2 separate regions of the Mus musculus genome follow, and region 1 is linked to region 2. The links are chromatin contacts, called in public HiChIP or PLAC-seq maps. All regions are on one chromosome and are shown on one strand. Each heading gives the region's core, a stretch centred on a gene start, on an enhancer-like site or on the middle of the called end of the contact. The rest is flanking DNA. Distances are from core to core; before and after follow the strand shown.

What was found. HiChIP or PLAC-seq counts read pairs in DNA pulled down with a chosen protein or histone mark.
Region 1: an H3K4me3 HiChIP or PLAC-seq map of neural progenitor cells shows a contact between it and region 2, with 7 times the contacts expected there. The contact joins the promoter of Maged1 here to the enhancer-like site in region 2. A contact is called at or near these places in 6 of 39 promoter capture datasets (the 3T3-L1 cell line, the HPC-7 cell line, embryonic stem cells and 2 more), 7 of 484 Hi-C or Micro-C datasets (cerebral cortex, cortical neurons, embryonic fibroblasts and 2 more), 19 of 115 datasets of contacts at active chromatin or transcription factors (the NIH/3T3 cell line, SST interneurons, VIP interneurons and 13 more) and 2 of 9 other capture datasets (adipose tissue and pancreatic islet).

What each region holds. Positions count from the first base shown.
Region 1 is chrX:94,538,481-94,544,516 of GRCm38.p6, reverse strand. Maged1 (melanoma antigen, family D, 1) reads left to right here and starts at 2,492. Exons shown (of 13, transcript NM_019791.3): 1 at 2,492-2,625; 2 at 3,193-3,266; 3 at 3,970-4,662; 4 at 5,236-5,910; 5 at 6,009-6,036. The coding sequence starts at 3,222.
Region 2 is chrX:94,454,142-94,460,935 of GRCm38.p6, reverse strand. Gm24595 (a small nuclear RNA gene) reads left to right here and starts at 5,817; the gene lies at 5,817-5,928. Within about 2 kb of position 1,330, at least 14 of the 459 cell types and tissues checked have an H3K27ac peak or open chromatin away from gene starts, as enhancers often do. A contact at or near this core is called in neural progenitor cells, neural stem cells and oligodendrocyte precursor cells, where this site is marked.

The DNA.
Region 1 (6,036 bases), core at 1,243-3,742, 82 kb before region 2:
ATGCTAACAATGCACATCTGAGAGACCTGAAAGAAGAATGTGGAGTATTAGGCAAAAGAGTGCCATTTAAAATATTTCCACGTGCATTATTATCTTATTGACGTAAGAAGCTCTGTGCCTGAGCTTAAAAATGCTATATGAAAGGTAGCAGAAAAGCCTTAGCCACTGGCTCAGGGTGGTGAGGATTCAAAACTGATTACTTAACTTTGATAGCATTTAGATATTTCAATCCCCAATGATGAATATAAACTGTTGCCATAATGAATTATGTCTCTGTATATGACAAAAAAATAATACGTGAATTTATCGGGCAAAAAAAAAAATTTCCTCTCAGGCTTCTAGCTTTAGCAATGGGGTAGATTGTGTGATTCATTCATTTATCAAACAATCTTTATTGAGAATATAAAACGTATTAGGTAGGCATTGTTCTTCGTGCTGAAGGTACAACAACGAGTAAATTGGGCAAACTTCCATATCCATATCCCTAAAGAAACTCCCAATCTCATGTGACAAAAAGAACAAAACTAAAGGAAACAGTGGTGAGGATATACATACATATATATTCATATATATATGAATATATACATACATATATATTCATATATATATGAATAAATTTTGAAATAATAATTTTGAGAATATCAAGAGATATCCACCTGGAGAAGGGAGGGGACAGCAGGGTGCAAGTCCATAAGGTACAGGCTGGATCATGACTGAAGATACAGACGTGGAAGCAGAGAAAATATAAAATGGCACCTCAGACCTCCTTTCCTGAGTCTGATCACGTCCCACTGCAGACACTTTACAGAGGAAGTGCTGAGGAAAAACAGGCAGCTGACAGGGGAGGTTGCTATGCAACAGATGAGGGAAGTCATCCAGCCTGGCAGAATTGATGTTGGCCCTTGGGGACAAAATGCTGCAGTCCTTCCTAGCATTAGCCTTCTTTCCTATGCAGGCTCCTCACAGGAGCTGACGCCACAATAAATGGGAAACGCGCTAAGGTCTGCCCGGGACTTGGGAAACGGATGGGTTTGGATTGAGTCATTTCGCATCTGTATGCCATCTTTCTGCGTTTGTTTCCCCAGCTGTCCTGGAAGCACAGCTGGCTGTGTGTCCTTGGGCACGACCCTCTTTGCGGGATTCCTGTTTTGGATAGTAGTGAGTAAACCAGGCTCAGAGAAGTCCACTAAAGTGTAGTGACTATATCTCAGGGGACTCACACAGCGAGGGACAGATAGGGCAGACACTCCTCCCGGAATTCTAAAGCCAAGGCCAGCTTCATTCTGCAAGAACAAGGCAGACACACCTGAATGCTCTGGCCGCTCCAGCAGTCACCAAGAAAGCCTGCGGTCTCGCTCCTGGAGACTGCCTACTAAGAGGAGCACAGAACGAACCTAAAGGGTCCCCACACATGCCAGGCCTCCTAGAACACAAGCCTTATTCCCATGGAACAAATATTGGGGAGAGGACAGCTTGTTATTCCAATAGAGGTTGAAGGAGTGCCCCTGTTCTCAGACTAGATTTTACACTCAGGAAAATCCAGGCCCCTCATGGATGGTTTTGTTTGTCTTTTAGATCAAGTCTCAGAGTTGCACAGCTGGCCTGGAACTCAGGGCTTTCCCTGAGTCCCCAGAGTGCTGGGATTACCAGCCTGCGCAGCGGTGCTGGGGCAGGTTCTGGCCTTTCTGTGTGGTACCAGCTCAATGCCCCGGGCTTCTGCATTAGCTACCTGGTGTGTTAAATGAGAATGTTGCACTCCATCCATCTCCCTAAAACAGCCTGCAAGAAAAACAAGCCCCAGGGCAGACCCCACAGCCCAACGCCTTTCCCTCACCTCTCTAACCCAGCCCTCAAAAAGGGTTTCGATGGGCAAAAACTGCCAAAAGGGCGAGAGAAAAAGCTCATTTTCTGAGTCCAGTGAGAGGAAACCTATAGATCCCCCCCCCCCCCGGGCGACCCTTGCTCCGGTATCTCTGCAATGGTTTTTTTTTTTTTTCTGGCCTTTAAGGTTTCTGCGTCGTAGAGTGGGTGAACTCAGCAGAGGCCTAGCATGTTTCGAAATAAGAGACCCCCGCGGGGGGCCTACCTACGGGGCTCTGCACACGGGGGTGGGCGGGAGCTGCGGACCTGGCTAGAGAGAGTTCGGGAAAAAGGGCGGGACTGAGCATAGACGCATTGCGGAGAAAGGTAGGGGGCTGGTGTGTCGGGCCAGGGGGTGGGACCGAAAGGCGCTGCGCATCTGTTGAAGGAGTGGATGCGTAAGGAGAAGGGGAGGAGGAACCTTTGTCCACTGTCAACCTGGTTGGCGGTGGGATAGTGTGCTGGCAAGGAGGCGGGCTCTCCTCCAAGTGCACATGCGCAACAATGGCTCTGGGATGAAGCTTTTGTTGGGAAAGCAAGCGGGACTCTTATTTGGACAGTGATCTGCTGCGCATGCGCGGCGCGTCCAGAGGCGGTGGGTGGTATATTAGGCGGAGAGGCGGGGTCGCCCGAGCTGCCGCGCTGGCATTTTCTCCTGGACGCGGAGAGAGTGCGGGTGCCGAGAGCCGGACAGAGCCATTCCCGATCCTCTTGAGTCGCGAAGAAGGAAACAGCGAAGGGATTGGGGTTCGGCCCTGAGGCAAGGTGAGGTTCGCCCCCAGACGGGGCATCTGCCCCCCTGGCGCGGCGTCCTTCCGCCATTCTTTTCTCCCAGTCCCTTCACCCTGGATTCGGAAGCCCCCTGCTCTGCCTGCTCCCGGATTCAGACCCTGCTCCCGACCCTTTTCTAATTTGAAACTCCGTCCGTCCCCCTGAATCTTTTCTCCAGTTCCCTCCCCGAATCCTATTTCCCGACCTTGATCCCGTTAGATGGTTCCTCTGAATTCAGAACCTTAATTCAACTTTTCGGACGCCCGTGTCTCCCCGCTCGCCGCCCTCCCTCCCCGCCCCCGTAAACTACCGCATCCACAGCTCCTCTCTGACTCCAAAACGGCAGCGCTGAAGCTTTTCCCTGGCCGCGTCTGAGATTGGAGATGGTCTAGCGGGACGACCGGTTACTTTTCCCGCTCCGCTTAGGCCTGGTTCTCCCCCCGGACTCGGCACCTCACCCGCCCCCAGAATCAAAGCACACACGCACACAGAATTCGGTCCTATGTCTTTTCCTTCTGTAGTGTAATGCCCAGCTCCTCTCTCCCACACCCCCCCCCTTAGGCTCTGCTCTTGCCAGGGAGACGAGAGCTATGGCTCAGAAACCGGACGGCGGTGCAGGCCTCCGCGGCTTCCAGGTGAGGACCCCGCTCCCAATTCCCCCATTTTTCCCCTGCTGACAGTTTACGCCCACCCCCGGCCCCTTAGGTCGCGCGAATGGCAGGATCTGATTTTGCCCTTCTTCCGGCCTAGACACCGCGGGCTCTCAGATTTCTAGCGTTTATCGAATGGGGGGGAGGGGCGGCCCTTTTCAGCCATCGGTCCCTGCTTAGAGAAAGGGGAGACCCTGTTAGTCAGGGCATTCTGCCCAGAGAATGCGGGTTGGGTAAGGAACCATTTTTTTTCCATAACCCTGACGCGTGTAGAGCAGTCTGTCGCCCCATCCCCCAACCTCTCGCCTCCACCCTCCCTTTCTCCACGCCGCGAGACTCCCCCTCCACCCTCTCGGCTTATCCTCCTTGATTCCTCCCTCCTCGGGTCTTGAGCTCCCCACCTCAAGCCTAACCAGTCCGTCTCTAAACCCATTTGGGGCTCAGAGCTTGCACCACATTCCGCACCAGCCCCTGCTGCCACAGACTGTCCCTCACCTTGCCCTGCCCCCTCTACCCTTAATTAAATTTTGTTCGCGCCCCGCCTCCCTTTGACCCGCCTCTGCCCCCACGTCTGAGTACTGTGACGCCTGTCTACAGCTCCCCTGCTGCGTTGCGCCGCGCCCCCCCCCTCCTCTGGTCTGCCATGTAAGGCTCAGAGATTGAAATGTTGCCCCTCCTGTGTTTGCAGGCTGAGGCCTCTGTTGAAGACAGCGCCTTGCTTGTGCAGACCTTGATGGAAGCCATCCAGATCTCCGAGGCTCCGCCCACCAGCCAGGCCACAGCAGCTGCCAGTGGGCCAAATGCTAGTCCCCAGAGTTCACAGCCCCCAACTGCCAATGAGAAGGCTGATACTGAGGTTTCAGCAGCTGCTGCCAGGCCTAAGACAGGCTTTAAGGCCCAGAATGCCACCACAAAGGGGCCAAATGATTACTCTCAGGCACGTAATGCCAAGGAGATGCCCAAGAATCAGTCTAAGGCGGCCTTTAAGTCACAGAATGGCACCCCTAAAGGTCCACATGCTGCCTCTGACTTTTCCCAGGCAGCACCCACAGGCAAATCAGCTAAAAAGTCTGAAATGGCCTTTAAGGGTCAGAATAGCACTAAGGCTGGCCCCGGTACCACCTACAATTTCCCTCAGTCTCCCAGTGCCAATGAGATGACCAACAACCAGCCTAAGACAGCTAAGGCTTGGAATGACACTACTAAGGTCCCTGGAGCTGATGCCCAGACCCAGAATGTAAATCAGGCCAAAATGGCTGACGTAGGGACCAGCGCAGGTATCTCTGAAGCTGATGGTGCAGCAGCCCAGACATCAGCAGATGGCTCCCAGACTCAGAACGTGGAGTCCCGGACTATAATTCGGGGCAAGAGGACCCGCAAGGTGAGATCCCAGCTAGCTTCCCTTTGCTTTGGGCTCTCTCCTTTCTTCCAATTTCCTTGGCTCCAAACACAATAAAGGGCATGGATTTATCTGTATTTTGGCACAGTTGTAGGGGGTGCTAAGGTAACTATTATTCCTGAGCCCAGGTTGTCCACAGGCTGATGATGAGTTGATACAAGGACACAGGCAATATGTGTGTAGGCCATCTTACATTTTGACATTAAACACCATGTCTTAAGCTAGGCAGGCTCACACAGAATCAATTAGATCTTGAAGATGTACCTCACTCTCTAGAGAGAACAGAGTCAGGAAGAAACGAGTTCAGGGTGAAACCAAGCACTGTCCGTAGTCACACAGGAAAAGGAGAAATCTAGGTCCCACTTTCTGTTTGTTTGTTTGTTTTTTCCTTTGTCTGGTTTGGAGATGAAACGCCTGTCTGAAAGACAAAGAGAATCAAAGTGACCAGTGGCTAGTGAGGTGTAGGTGAAGATTCCTAGGTACTTCCTAAGATAGCAACTGGGAGGACCCAGGATTAATAGTGACCCTGAAATTTTCTTCTCTCTAATTATACAGGTTAATAACTTGAATGTGGAAGAGAACAACAGTGGGGATCAAAGGCGTGCCTCACTGGCCTCAGGGAACTGGAGGTCTGCTCCGGTTCCAGTGACCACTCAGCAGAACCCACCTGGAGCACCCCCTAATGTGGTGTGGCAGACACCACTGGCTTGGCAGAACCCATCAGGCTGGCAAAACCAGACAGCCAGGCAGACCCCACCAGCAGCACGTCAGAGTCCCCCAGCTAGGCAGACACCATCAGCTTGGCAGAACCCAGTTGCATGGCAGAATCCAGTGATCTGGCCTAACCCAGTGATCTGGCAGAATCCAGTGATCTGGCCAAACCCCATTGTCTGGCCTGGCCCAATTGTCTGGCCAAACCCAATGGCCTGGCAGAGTACACCTGGATGGCAGAGCCCACCCAGCTGGCAGGCTCCACCTAGTTGGCAGAGCCCTCAAGATTGGCAGGGCCCTCCAGATTGGCAGGTACCACCTGACTGGTCAATGCCTCCTGACTGGTCCTTTCCCTCCGACTGGCCTTTTCCACCTGACTGGATCCCCGCCGACTGGCCAATTCCACCTGACTGGCAGAACTTACGACCCTCACCTAATCTGAGATCCTCCTCCAACTCTCGTGCCTCACAGAACCAGGGTCCTCCACAGCCCCGAGATGTGGCCCTTCTTCAGGAAAGAGTAAGTGCTGTGCCTCTCCACTTAGTTTACTGCAGTCCTTCCATTTATAACCGGCGGCCACGTTTTCTACAAACATCATTTTAATTACTTCTCCCCAGGCAAATAAGTTGGTCAAGTACCTGATGC
Region 2 (6,794 bases), core at 81-2,580:
AAAAAAAATGTCAGATCACTCTGAAGCAGAGCCCTATTAGACATAAGTCTAAATGGGATCTCCTGCCTGCTCTCCCACCTGAGCATCAAATCCATGCATAATGTCTAAGCCCTTTGCTACCAGAGTCCACATTTCCAACCCTGTAGCCAACCTGTAGCCCCGATCTCTTTTCGATTACTCCAGGGAAACTGACTGCTTGCCCCTTTCCTGAAGTCCCAGATCTCGGACACAAGCTCCCTTTAAGGGATCCTCAGTCCAAAACCCGATTAGTGTTTCTGTCCCACCTTGGTTAAGACTGGAGTCAGCTGAGTCCTCCCTCCCACCCCTCCCCTCTGTCAGCTCCACACATCTCTCCTGGCTTTGTCCGCAATGACTCCTTGAGACAGTGTTTTTCAAAGCTGTCCTTTGCCCCCGTTGTCTGAACACTAAGCCACTGTGTGTGCACGTGCCTCTGTGTGTGTCTTTGTATCGTATCCCTATCTCTGTGTTGTCTTCCAGCATGTCTCTCAAATTCAAGCTTCAACTCAGCCCTCTCTCGGTGCATTCCATGTGGGACTCTTGTGACTGGTTCCTCCAACTCAAGTACTAATCAAGTCTAGACATCTAGAATGCCCCTCTAGAGTTCCTTTTCATCATGTGTCTTCTCTGATTGCTTTCGTGTCTCTGTCACTGACAGCCTAGCCCCTCACACACAGCCACCTCTCCTGTCCCGCCTATACCCTCCCTCACCTCAGCAGAGATCCTGCTTTTACCCCATCCTTCCTCCTCCTCTCATCTTTAGGCTAACCCTCAGTATGGCTAGGACAAGCCCCAGTGTGTACCCAGAATACTCCAATGCCGATGACAAGGATGAAGTTCGGGACCAAGTCAGGGAGAAAGTGAAGGCAGCAACAGCTATGAAGGATTTGGTGTTCTTGGTGGCTTTGGCACCTTTAACAGCTTTGACATCCAACTTCTCAGAGCCTTGTTAGCTTGGGTAAAGGCCTTCACATGTTTTCAGTGAGCCCCAATCCTTGCCCACCTGATCATTCTGGTCCTTTTCCATGTTAGAGGGGCACAGATGAAAGAAAGGCAAGATTGGTACAGGCTTGCATAGGTTTCCCAAAGTTTTCCGGTCCTACTGGGAAAGGTCTAGGATGCTGTCTTAGCACAAGCCACAAGCATCCTAGAGTCCAAGACTAGCTTCTGGAAAAAAAGACTGTGTTTCCCAGAGAGCATGATGCCCGGCCCTCCCCCCTCCCCTTTTCCTGGCTTCTGGCCTTGCAGAATGAGCCCCGAGAACAGGAAAACCCTGTGCTGGCCCAGACACTGATGGAGGCACTCCAGCTGGATCCTGAAACCCTGGCCTGTGATGGGGAGACCCAAGCCTATGCTGCCAATATAGCCTCTGCCTCTAGCCCAGCTGCACGAGCTGCTGCAGCTGCTGCTTTTATGTCCTTCAGTTGGATGGTTACCAACCATCTGATGACTCCACAGTAGGCCCCAGGAGTCATCAGCCTATGACACACACCCCTCCTCGGGGTGGGGATACCCCTAAGATAACATTTGTCTTTTCATAGATCTCCCAGGGGTTAGTGGACAGTAATATGGCTGCTCCTAGAATTCCAGGAACAACTTCATCATCCCAGACCATCTCTAGTCCAGGAGGTTGCTATCAAGGGGCCAAGTAGGGCCTATGATTTCTCTCAGGCTCCAGAAGCCAGAGAGGTGGGTGCTATCCAGCCTCAGACAGTCTTCCTGGACCAGAATATATATATATATATATATATATATATATATATATATATATATATATATATATATATATTCTTTTTATTTTGAGACAGGGTTTCTCTGTATAGACCAGGCTGGCCTCGAACTTAGAAATCCGCCTGCCTCTGCCTCCCGAGTGCTGGGATTAAAGGCATAAGCCACCAAGTGTCAGTGGAATGGCCTTTTCGTGCTCCCTGAGATATGCTAAGGCCCAAGAGGCCACACCAGAGAGCCTCAGTGGTGTTTCTACGCTGTCCCAGACATCCCCTGCCAGGGAAGTGGCAAGACCATCAAGACTGGGGAGGCTCTGGTTCAAACAGGACAGGTAGAGCCCCAGAATGTTGTGGCCATAGTTGCTGCCAAAGACAGAGTACTCACAAACATCCTAGAGCCTGAAGGCAGCCACTGTTACCCAACACAGTGCTGAGCTCTGGCTCAGGATGAAAGGCAAGAGAACCAAGGAGCTGAGACCTCTCTGTCATTTGCAGTGTCTTGACTCCTACCCTTTCTCTCTCTCTCTCCCTCTCCCTCTCCCTCTCCCTCTCCCTCTCCCTCTCCCTCTCCCTCTCCCTCTCCCTCTCCCTCTCCCTCTCCCTCTCCCTCTCCCTCTCCCTCCCTCTCCCTCTCCCTCTCTCTCCCTCCCTCTCTCTCCCCCCCTCTCTCTCCTTTCTTCCTTTCCTATCCATTCCCCTCCCCTCCTCTCCCCTCTTCTCCCCTCTCCCTTCCCCCACCCCCTCCCTGTATGTCCATGTTTTTCCACCATACACATTCTTTAGCATCTTTTGGTGACTCCTCGTAGTTCCTATTCTCTGGTCTGGTTGAAGAATGTACCAGCCACTTCTTGTACTTCTCTTGCTGCCAAGAGCCGACATGGGTAAGATGTATATGAGGCACTCTTGCATAGAGAGTGTCAGGAAGCCCTGTCTGTGTCTGCCATTTCTGGTGTAGTTCAAGCACCTGGATGAAGGATATGAGAACAGTGAAGAGGAAAGAGATCCCGCTATGGTCGCCTCCACCTGGATGGAATCGCCAATGACAGACACTTCAGACTCCTAGGCCCCCCAGTGCCCATGAGTCCCAGATATCTGGAAGCAAGTGTTGCGTCCATCCCTGGGCAATATGACCCTAATGCAAAAGAGGGTAAAAAAATCCCCCCCTCCTGTTTCTTTTCTCTCCTCCCTCATGGGCTCTAACTCTGTGGTTACCCATGCCTTGATTTTCTCTGGTGTTCCTCTTCCTACTCCAGGCAAGTAAGTTGGTGAAATCCTTGATGATCAAGAACTCCAAGAAGGTACCCACCAAGTGTTCAGGCAGGCAGACTGTGCCTATGTGAGCACCCTTTTGCTTATGTACCTACTGTTTATGCTATGGTAGGTCATCTGGTCTCTGAGCAGAATTCAGAATGACTGCCTTCAGTTGGAATGACCAAAGGGCTGAGTCTCTGAGGCCCCTACTCAGATAAGGTACATTTGCCAAGCACCCCTGCATCCCGCAGACATGTTGAAGGATATCATCAGAGAATACAGTGAACATTTACTTAGGGCAAGACCTACCTACACTCTAGAAAAGCAGGGAGGGGGTGTTGAGCAGAGGGATGGGAAAAACTCCAAGCTATAGGAGCCCTTGGGCAGGCTCTGGGACACCAAGTCCAACTTTCCATTCTAATTGCTCTAGAGGCTGCCTCTAGCCCATCACTGCTTGAGCATCTATTATACTAGTAGTAGAGAGGGACACATGTGTCCTCCCTGTTGTCTCTCTGTCCTGCTCTCTGAGGGTTTCTCTGTCTCCTATGATAGATGCTACTCATTGTCTCTGCTTGTCCCATTTTCCCTTGCAGTCTCACACGGGTGTGAACTCCTGTCTGAGAGCTAAGACATCTCCTTAGCTGGGCTTGACTGTGCGTTACTACTCAGATCAGGGTGTGTATTCACTGGTTTCTCTGTAGGTAGAACTTTGGAATCCACCTGACAGAAATAGATAAGGGAAAATATCCATTCTTGGGTACACTAGGGATTCTTCTGCTGCCTTCTGGGGTGAGAAGTGGAAACAGAATGCTGCAGCCTTGTCCCTTTGTGGATTCTCTCAGGTAAACGGGAGTACAGGACTCAAGGGACCCAGTAAGACTCTCACTCTCAAGGAACAGCACACAGTAACTTCAGGTAAAAAGGTAGCATGCTGGGCCCAGGCCTGTCTGCTTTGGGGATTTTACATTCATGAACCCACACAAGTGCACACTTATACACATAGCTTGGGTGAAAAGCAGTATGCCTCTTGCTGCTGCCTGCCTGGTTTGGGATTGACAGACTGGTTCTCCAAGGAGATGCTCTTGCATGTAGATCTTGAGGCAGACAGGACCAGCAAACTCCTCATCTGTATTTGTACACCCTTGCAAAGCTTCTTCTCCCAGCCCTGTTCCCTGCCTTACTTCACACTATGCAGAACTCAGCAAAGGATCAGTACCCCATGTTAGGGATGAGGCAACTGAGTCTCAGGTTGTGGGGCTATGAATTCTCTGGGACAGGTTAAGAGGACTTCTCCACTGTTCCTCCTTGTGAGGACCAAGAACACTCCCCAGCTGAGTTGCATCGTGGTGACTTTGGGCATCCGTTTCCTGAGTGACAGCTGAGGTCGTGAAGGTGAGCCCTCATCCTGCCAATGGGGTTTTGCTCATTGTGTGCTGTCATCCATGTGTGTCAACCCCTTGTGCCCCAACTTGCTTTGCAGCTGTCCTCAGGGAAGTAGTCCACAAGATGGGGCAGTGCCCCAGTTATGACTGCTTCCTTAGCTCCTAGGCTTCAGTTCTCTCCTCCAGCAGAAGAAGTTCCAGGATTGGAATAGCCTGACACGGGACTGTGGTACCCTGAGCTAGGAAGGCAGCAGATGGGTTTCATCACAGCTAGGTAGCTTTTTGGAACTCCCAGCCCCTTTAGAGCTCACTGTCTCCAGCTGAGATCTCAGACAGTGAGAATTGATGGCAGTGTCTGTCCTGTCTGTCGGGTGTCTGGGGCTAGTGCTCATCTGGTGTGCCCTCTTGTTGAGCTATCTCATACCAGAGTGCTCTTGCACATGTCTTTCACTACCACTACCACAACTCATGGAAGTCTTTGCTTGCCCTCAGAATGAAGCACACATTTCTTTGTGATCCGAAAAAAAAAAAAAAGGTCACTGATGACTTTATGAGTCATAAGGGTTACTTGAAGTCAGAAGGCTGACGTGCAAAATAGAACTCTGGTCTCTGATATGGACATACCTGGTGGTCAGATACGCTGGTGGGTTTTTTTGTTTTGTTTTGTTTTGTTTTTGTTTTTGTTTTTGTTTTGTTTTTTGGTGGTTTTTTTTCTGGTGTTTTACTTAGGGTTTGCTGTGAAGAGACACTATGACCACAGGGACTCTTATGAAGAAAAACATTTGATTGGGACTGGCTTACATTTTCAGAGGTTTAGCCCATTATCATGGAAGGAAACCTGGTGGCATGCAGGCAGACATGGTACTGGAGAAGTAACTGAGAATTCTAAATCTGGATCCACAAGTGTGAAGAGTGACACTAGGGCTGGCTTGAGCATCTGAGACCTCAAAGCCCACACCCCAGTGACACACTTACTCCAACAAGGTCACACCTACTACAACAAAGCCACACCTCCTAATAGTGTCTCTCTCTATGAGCCTATGGGGGCCATTTTAATGTAGCTGGCATGTAGGAAGAGGAAATTCAGGGGAGGTCTTGGGGGAAAGGGAGCACAGGCAGAGAACACCATACAGGGATAGGATGGCACTGAGCACTTTCCCTGAAGACACACACAAAACTCCCCAATCTTACATCTGAGGAGACCTCGACACTGAGATCAGAAGGCACATTTGACAGTGAAAAAAGTCAGGGCACACCCTTTCTCTGGTCCTTAGAGAATATGCAAGTGCAGACACAAGCTCGTCTGTGTACATGCCTCCATGAGCAAAGGCACACAGTGGCAGTGTTAGTGCACACAAACAGAAGTCCAGGAATTTAAGAGTGCTGCTTTCTTCTTCTCTTCTCATTGACTGTATGGCTTGGCCAGGACACTTGCACCAGGGCGTTCTCAGAGCAAAGGGATTAAAAATCAACTTCTCTGTTTACAACATGTCCAACAGAAATCTGGAGCACATTTCTGGTTTTGCTTTGACCCAATATTCTAAACAGATTCTGAGTAGGACAACTGGCATAAGGCTGTGAAGCCTTACTCTTGGAAGCTGGGGTGTTGGGAAGTGAGTCAGGGTCTGGAGAGGCATGCAGACCCCTTTCTGCAAGCTGAGTCACGGCACTGGGGAAGGAGAGGGTTCCCCTGAAACTCATTGGGTCAGCAACAGGGCTGGCTGGCTAGAAGAAAAGGATATTTTCTTTCTCACTCCAATATACCCGGAATACCAGCAGATCCACAGTAGTACCAGACCCAAGTATGAGTTCCTCTGCAGTCTTTGAACCTGCCATGAACCAGCAAGATGGGGATGCCGAGATTCATTGTCCAGGTATAGCAGAGCTTCTGCTTGGTCCTTAGCTTTCAGAGGTCCATGTCCTCATGGACATGGGCCTCATAGGTCCCAGATGGATATTGGGAATGAAGCTTTTATGGGATAGTAGAGCTGGGACAATATCCAGGTAGAGCTACTGTCCTGGGATGGGGATTGAGGTTTCTGTGATGCTAGGGGCCAGAATTCCTTTTGTATTTTGGGGCAAGTATCACCAGTGTATTCAAAAATAGTAACTGCACCAATTGGAGAGCCAATGTCAACAGCAACACAAAAGGTAGGGCAGGCACCAGCATCCTAGATAGCCCCAGTATCTGCTCCACCATCTGGACCAGAGATACCACCAGAGGCAGCACAAGCTTCTCCTATATCCAGTAAGTTCATCAAAGGTACATGATGCCCCAAGGAAGGGCTGAGGAGCACCTGAGAGAAATGTGGGGAGACCTGGTGAGGGGTGGCGCTGATGTGGGGAAGCATACTTTTCATTGTCCGTGCCTCGCCCTTGTTGCTATAGCTTCAACCTATGCTCTTCTCTTTGCTCC